Regions from separate parts of the Anser cygnoides genome. Here region 2 is linked to region 1. Evidence: chromatin contacts called from public Hi-C data. All regions are on one chromosome and are shown on one strand. Each heading gives the region's core, a stretch centred on a gene start, on an enhancer-like site or on the middle of the called end of the contact. The rest is flanking DNA. Distances are from core to core; before and after follow the strand shown.

What was found. A called contact is a pair of places that touch in the nucleus more often than the background predicts.
Region 2: a contact with region 1 is called in a Hi-C map of granulosa cells, with 4 times the contacts expected there. The contact joins the enhancer-like site here to the promoter of MTHFSD in region 1. A contact is called at or near these places in 4 of 7 Hi-C or Micro-C datasets (granulosa cells and liver).

Annotation. Positions count from the first base shown.
Region 1 is chr12:3,109,855-3,113,050 of Taihu_goose_T2T_genome, reverse strand. It overlaps MTHFSD (methenyltetrahydrofolate synthetase domain containing), which reads left to right and starts at 1,457. Exons shown (of 10, transcript XM_048075141.2): 1 at 1,457-1,554; 2 at 1,726-1,829; 3 at 3,188-3,196. The coding sequence starts at 1,527.
Region 2 is chr12:3,441,136-3,444,331 of Taihu_goose_T2T_genome, reverse strand. No RefSeq gene overlaps it. Among named protein-coding and RNA genes, the nearest start is that of ZDHHC7, 33 kb to the left of the region's middle. Within about 2 kb of position 1,446, at least 1 of the 3 cell types and tissues checked has open chromatin away from gene starts, as enhancers often do.

The DNA of each region.
Region 1 (3,196 bases), core at 208-2,707:
ACTCCCCGCTGAGATATCAAAGTCGCTGGGAGTTTTCCGTGAGTAGGAAGTGGAGGAATGAGCTTCAAACATTTAGGCCCAGCTCCACATGGGTGGTCTATTATGCCTGGACGGATTCCCACTGGCTCCAGCAGCACTCGGAGGTAGTGAAAAGGCTCTTCCTAAGCGCACCCCATTGCGGAACCAGGGCTCCGAGTTCTTTCTCCAAATGCTGACGAGGGGTTTCGGTGGGAAGGTGAAGCCCCAGGCTCACCACAGCGTTTAGCCCAAGTCCACGGTATCGGTTTGAGCTTGAAAAACAAATTGTTGGAGGGGGAAAGACTCCCGGGCCCAGTGGAGCCGTGGCCTTTGCTTTGCGCTGTGAAAAAAACAGCTCGGCAACCAACAGCAGCCCCAGAAAGAAAATGCACTTGCATCTGCCCAGCGAAACATCTGCAACTATTCAGAGAAGAGCATCCTAATTTGTTCCGCTTTTTGGGCTGGCAAAGCAACAGTCAGCTCCGGCCGTGGACGTGTATCGGCAGCACCCGAGCCAAGCAGATCAGAAACCGAACCCCAAAGCCATGTCCCATTCTTCCCTGAGAGGCTTTAAGACAAAGCCATGGCTCGTCGCTCCCACAGCCCTCCTGTCCCGCTCTGCTTTTCTCGGGGTGCTTGGGGAATGCATCCGTCCCATAAATAATAAATCGGGCAAATAAATCGTTTGCCATCCCATTATATGTGGGTGAGAAGCGTGCTTCGCAGATGCTGGCGGACCTGGAATCGCACGTAAAGGCTGGGTAGTGCTTTATGTATGACTGGATGACTTTAAATGGAAAAATAACTGATTAAATAGTTGATTTGGGAGTTTGTTTTATGAGAAGTGTGCTTTTTTCCAGGTAAAACATACGACTGAAAGGAAGGCTATGGGATCCTGGGGGGCTGTGCTGCGCCCTGTTTCTGTACATAAGCTCTCCCTGATTTCTGCTGTGAACCTTAAGTCAAAACGCGGCCCCTCGGGGGCTGGCAAAGCACGGGGACATGGCCGGGATTTTGGGGCATGACTCGGGGAAAGGCCCATGGGTTGGGCTTGGGGTTTTCCTCACAGCGTGTGGCACTGCAGAACAGGCTATGGCGGGAGAGGGGGCTTCTCTTTGGGGCGTTCATTCCTATTCCTATTCCTATTCCTATTCCTATTCCTATTCCTATTCCTATTCCTATTCCTATTCCTATTCCTATTCCTATTCCTATTCCTATTCCTATTCCTATTCCTATTCCTATTCCTATTCCTATTCCTATTCCTATTCCTATTCCTATTCCTATTCCTATTCCTATTCCTATTCCTATTCCTATTCCTATTCCTATTCCTATTCCTATTCCTATTCCTATTCCTATTCCTATTCCTATTCCTATTCCTATTCCCCCCCCCCCCATTTCCCCTTCGCCCTCGCACCTTTTTGTCCCCTCCGCCCCGCCGTAGCCTCCCGGAGCGGTGGGCGGAGCCAAGCCGGGGCCGGAAGCCCCACCCCTGGGCGGCTCTCGCCGCCATGCAGGGGGGCGCGGGGCCGCGCGCGGGTGAGCGGCGGGGGCGGGGCGCGGGGGCGCGACGTCACGGTGGGGGGCGTGACGTCACGCGGGGCGTTACGTCACGGCCGGGGGGGGCGCGAGGGTGACCGTTGGGGGCGGCGGTTGGGCTGAGGGGATTTAGGGGGGGCTGTAGCTGAGCGCTGCCCCCCGTTCCCTCAGGGACATCTAAGGGCGGCGTCCGGGAGCTGGTGTGGGGCTACCTGGAGAGCAGCGGCCTGGCGGAGAGACCCCGGCCCGTGCACGGCCGCATCCCCAACTTCAAGGTACGGGGGGGAGGGTGAGGAGGTGGGGGTGGTGGAGGTTCTGGGGGTGATGGTGACGGAGGTGGGGGTGGTGGTGGAGGAGGAGGTGGTCCTGGGCGTGGTGGTGGGAGCGATGGAGGTAGTGGTGATGGTAGTGAAGGCAAGGATGGAGGCGGCGGAGGTGGAGCTGGCGGTTGAGGTGGTGGTGGAAGTGGTGGTGGTGGTGGAGGAGGCGATGGAGGTGGTGATCGTGGTGGCGGCGGCGGCAGAGAGCTGAGATCGTCACCCCGTGCACCTCCGGTGCGCTGCGGGTCAGCAAATGCAAAGCTCTGCCGTGCCTGGGGTGTGCCCCTGTGAGGAAAGGCCGGGGGTGTGCAGCTTGCAGAAGGGAAGCATCCGGGGAAACCTCGCTGCAGCCTTTCAATGCTAAAAGGGATAAAGAAAAGGATGGAAGGGGGGCTCTGCTTGGGCAGGTAGTGATAGGATGAGGGGGAATGGTCTTAAACTAAAAGAGAAGAGATTCAGACTAGGCATTAGGAGGAAGTTCTGCGCTGTAAGGGTGGTGAGGCGCTGGCACAGGTTGCCCGGAGGATGTGGCTGCCCCATCCCTGGAGGTGCCCAAGGCCAGGCTGGATGGGGCCTTGGCCAGCCTGATCCAGTGGGTGGTGTCCCCGCCCATGGCAGGGGGTGGGAACTGGATGATCTTTGAGGTCCCTTCCCACCCGAGCCGTTCTGTGATCTCCCACAGATAGGCCGTGGCAGGTGTGTGCTGCATTTTGTTTGTGTTTCACCAGGTTTTCGCACCTCACTCTAAGAACTTAATTTCTTGAGCTCCATATAGGCTTTGCAAAGGGAGACTTGTCCCGAAAGTGGTTCATCCAAAACCAGCCTCTGTGTCCTTTGTTTAAAGGAACCTGTTTGTGTTCATTGTCTAAACAGGGAAATTGCCCTCCGACTTTGAGTCAGGAGTGAATGGAGTCAACTTAGGCAAAGTGAGTGTACCCAGGTCCCCTTTTTTTCTGTGGCCTGCAAGATGTTAGTGGAGCCTTCAGCCACTGTTGGTATGTGTTTCCTTCCCATAGAGAAGGTCACAAAATTAGCAGTGTGTCCCTCTTGTTTAAAATCATGGGAAGTTAGCGTCTCTACAGGATGAAAGAGTAAAAATTTCTCCTCTCTGCTTTGAACTCCTTGGTGATGCATGGTTATTTTATGAAAACAGGGTGCCTCTCATGCTGCGACAAGGCTTCTGGCTTTACAGGAGTTCAAAGCCGCCAATACTGTAAAAATAAATCCCGATGTTCCCCAGAAGAATGCTCGCTTTCTAACACTAGAAGTAAGTGAATGCATTCCCTTCTCTCCTGATTCCTTTCTTCACACAGGGGTCCCAC
Region 2 (3,196 bases), core at 197-2,696, 330 kb before region 1:
ACTTTAACAATGTTTTCAGCTACACACCATCAAATAGCATGGCTAAACAGGGAAACGGCCAGACCTTTGAACTAATTTTTGTGGCTCCTCATCACTCACTTCTGTGTAGAGCTCTCTCGTAATAACGATCCTGGATAGAAAGGCAGGAGACATTTAAAATATGAGTGGTGTTTCCTGCCAGCTGATCTCAAAGAAACGGTAAATGATCCTACATCTAGGCAGAACCATGGGTCACATCCTAGTCCTTTTATTTTCATTAGTACCTTAATCTGGGGGTAAACCCTGAGGAGGTCCTTTGGCTTAGAGCTCTGCAGAGGATGCAATGCAGATGAAACCTCCCTATGGGTTGAAAGAGATCCTGTGAACCAAAAGCCATGGGATTTACGTTAAAAAATGAGAGCTATCCTCAGGCTCATTTATCTCCCCCTTCAGTGAAAGTGCCACAAGGACTGGGTTTCTTTGAAGTCTGAGTTGAGAGAGGAGTGGGGAGGCAGGTACCTGGGGGAAGGCAGCGCTCCAAAGAGCAGTCTCTGCTGAATTAAGAACAAAAAAGCAATGGGGTGAGCTGGTGAGCAACAGCTATTTTTGGACACGAGGCCCAGCAGGTGGTCAAACAGCAGAGAGGTCTCCAGACCTCCCACCTAACTGTGCAGGAAGCTTGTGTAGAAAACCACAGCATCCTGGCGTCCACCTTCCACCTCCTCTTCCAACTTAGCCCCAGGCTCCCGGTAAGCCTTCCTGGCTAAAAAGCACCCAGAATATTACAAAATTAGCCAGAGATTGTGTTTCCAGTCTTCATCTCGATGTGCAGGAGGTCTGAGGGCCCTTTTTGGCAAGGGTAGCTGGAGGTAGTTGGGTGTTTTGGGTCCAGCTGTTGGCTGTGGGCAGGAGACAGCATCTCTGTTTTTGCTACGAGATAACCAGCTCTTGCAGGCTAGCAGGGCTGAGCCCAGAGCAGCAGCCTGCACTGCCGTGGCTTGTTTCCTCTTGCAGATTAAAAGCCCTTTCTATAACCTCAGCAACACCCTCTGCCAGGAGCATTGTTTTGGAGAGCGCCGTAGATGCTGCCCATTAAACAGCAATTAGTCTGCGCTGGATGCACAGCCCGCTCTCTCCCCCAGACGGCTGGTTATTAAGATATTTATGGTTAATATGAATTTCCCCTGCCATAAATCACCGGTCTTTATACCTGCAGGGAAGTCATGGCAATCAGCGACCCCGCTCCGTCGGCCCGGCCAACGAGCGCTGTCTTGTAAAATAAAGATCGTAACAACTTATCGTCGCCGTAAAAACAACAGGAGAGGGAAAAATCCCAGTGCTGGTATCTGATAACGTGCTGTAATCAAGCGCTTGCATATCCTCTTCGAGGAGGCTGGTAAATGGAAAGTTACACAGCTTCATTTGTCACGCCGGGACTTCTGGCCGAGGATCCGGAGCCTGCTGCAATTAGATGGGTGGGAGGACGGAGGAGCAGGGACGTGGAGAGCCGAGCGGCTTGCAGGAGCCAGCCTGGGGAGGACTGCGTGCTCCTCGCCCACGTGGGGAGATAGGGAAAATGCCAGCTTCTGCAGGGAGCTGGGAAACACCCTCTGGGACATGCTGCTGTAGGTGCTGCAAGCTGCAGTTTTTCCCAAACCAAGGCTCTTCTGAGATGAGTGCACAATTTTTATGTAGTTTGTGTACTTCAAAAACTTGCTGTATACATGTATCTCAAAATAAACCCTCCTTACTGTTAGTAGGCATGCATACATCATGTTGGTTTGCTCTTGTGGTTGACATTTGGGTGACTGGGGGTTCAAGACGTGAAAGCATGCTGGGTGTTTTTACCTTTGGGGCTGATCTCATGCTTACCCCATGACTTTGGTGTTATCAGAAATTCATGTTCTTTGCAAATGTTAGCTTATGGCTGTTTTAGTACCAGCCAAACAGCGTGCCTCTGAGAGTTCACCCAATGAGCAAGGGATAGAAAAATCAGCTCTTGAGGTTTCCTGCTGAGTACCCAGCGGTTGTTTCAGATGTTTGGGAGAGCGTGGACATGCAATGTCAGTAGATGGCACTATTTTATACTTTATGAGGACAGTACAGGTAGGGAGCGAGCAGCAAAGCTCAGGAGAGGTTGCAAACACCGGTCTCCTCTTTCTCAATGCAAAAATGCTCCAGCAAACCCAGCGACAAAGAGGTGAGGGGTTTGCTCCATGCAGCTGCCACTCGTTCTTGCACCGAGCCCCTTGCACAGGCTCAGGTTGAAGAATGGTCTCTGGCATTTACAGATCTTGTTATGGGATGATAAGCTCCCATTCCTGCGAGATGAATTTGTGTATTTATTAAACATCTCTGAGCTAATTGTGTTCAGAAAATATCCCTAAACCACTACATATGGTCTCGTGTGCTGGCCCCAGGCAGCAGCGAATGTTAGCATCAAAACTAGTAAGAGGATGTCTTCTCCCAGAAAATTGCTAAAACTGGGATAAAAAAAGGTGAAACATTCCTCTGAGGCTCACAGTTACTGACGGAGCTGCTAAAATTAGCTTTTTGTTATTACAAGCATTTTATTTATTTATTTATTTATTTTATTCAGCTGTGCTGGACTGAAAGATCTTTAATGTAAAATGGCTCTGTGTGTTCCATACCTGGGCATAAAGTCTTCTGCGATTAATACAGACATAAACCGGGCAAACTGGAGGAGGGAAGAAAGGTACAAAATGGGGCAAAATAGGGGCCTTTCTTGTATTGCTTGCAAAGGAGAGACAAAGCCAACCAAGGGACTGACTCTGCCATTTGGTGCTGTTTCTTTAGAGTCGCCCCGGGTTTATTTTGGAGGCTTTAAAGGTCAGAGAGTTCAAAGTTCAAAAATGCTCGTCAGAGTTAACATATATTTTGCCTTTAAGTAAAAAAAAAAAAAAAAAAAAAAAAAGGAATCTGTCCTTCACTGCTAAATCCCTTATATTAGGAATTCCTGTCATCCTCTGAGGGTGACGTTTTTATTCCCTTTAGTAACTGATTTTTTTCCCTTTCCCCAAGGCCTCCCTTGTTTTAACTCTTGCCGTTTATTACTTTCCTTTTGATTTGACATCTTGCGTGCTGCTCCGTTCCTTCATCCCTATATTGTCTCCTTTGCTGTACTGAAAACACACAGGAGACGTGCCTAAAGAGCAGTAAAACTTGCTGGTCTTTGCTAACGCTGGTCAGCAGAAAG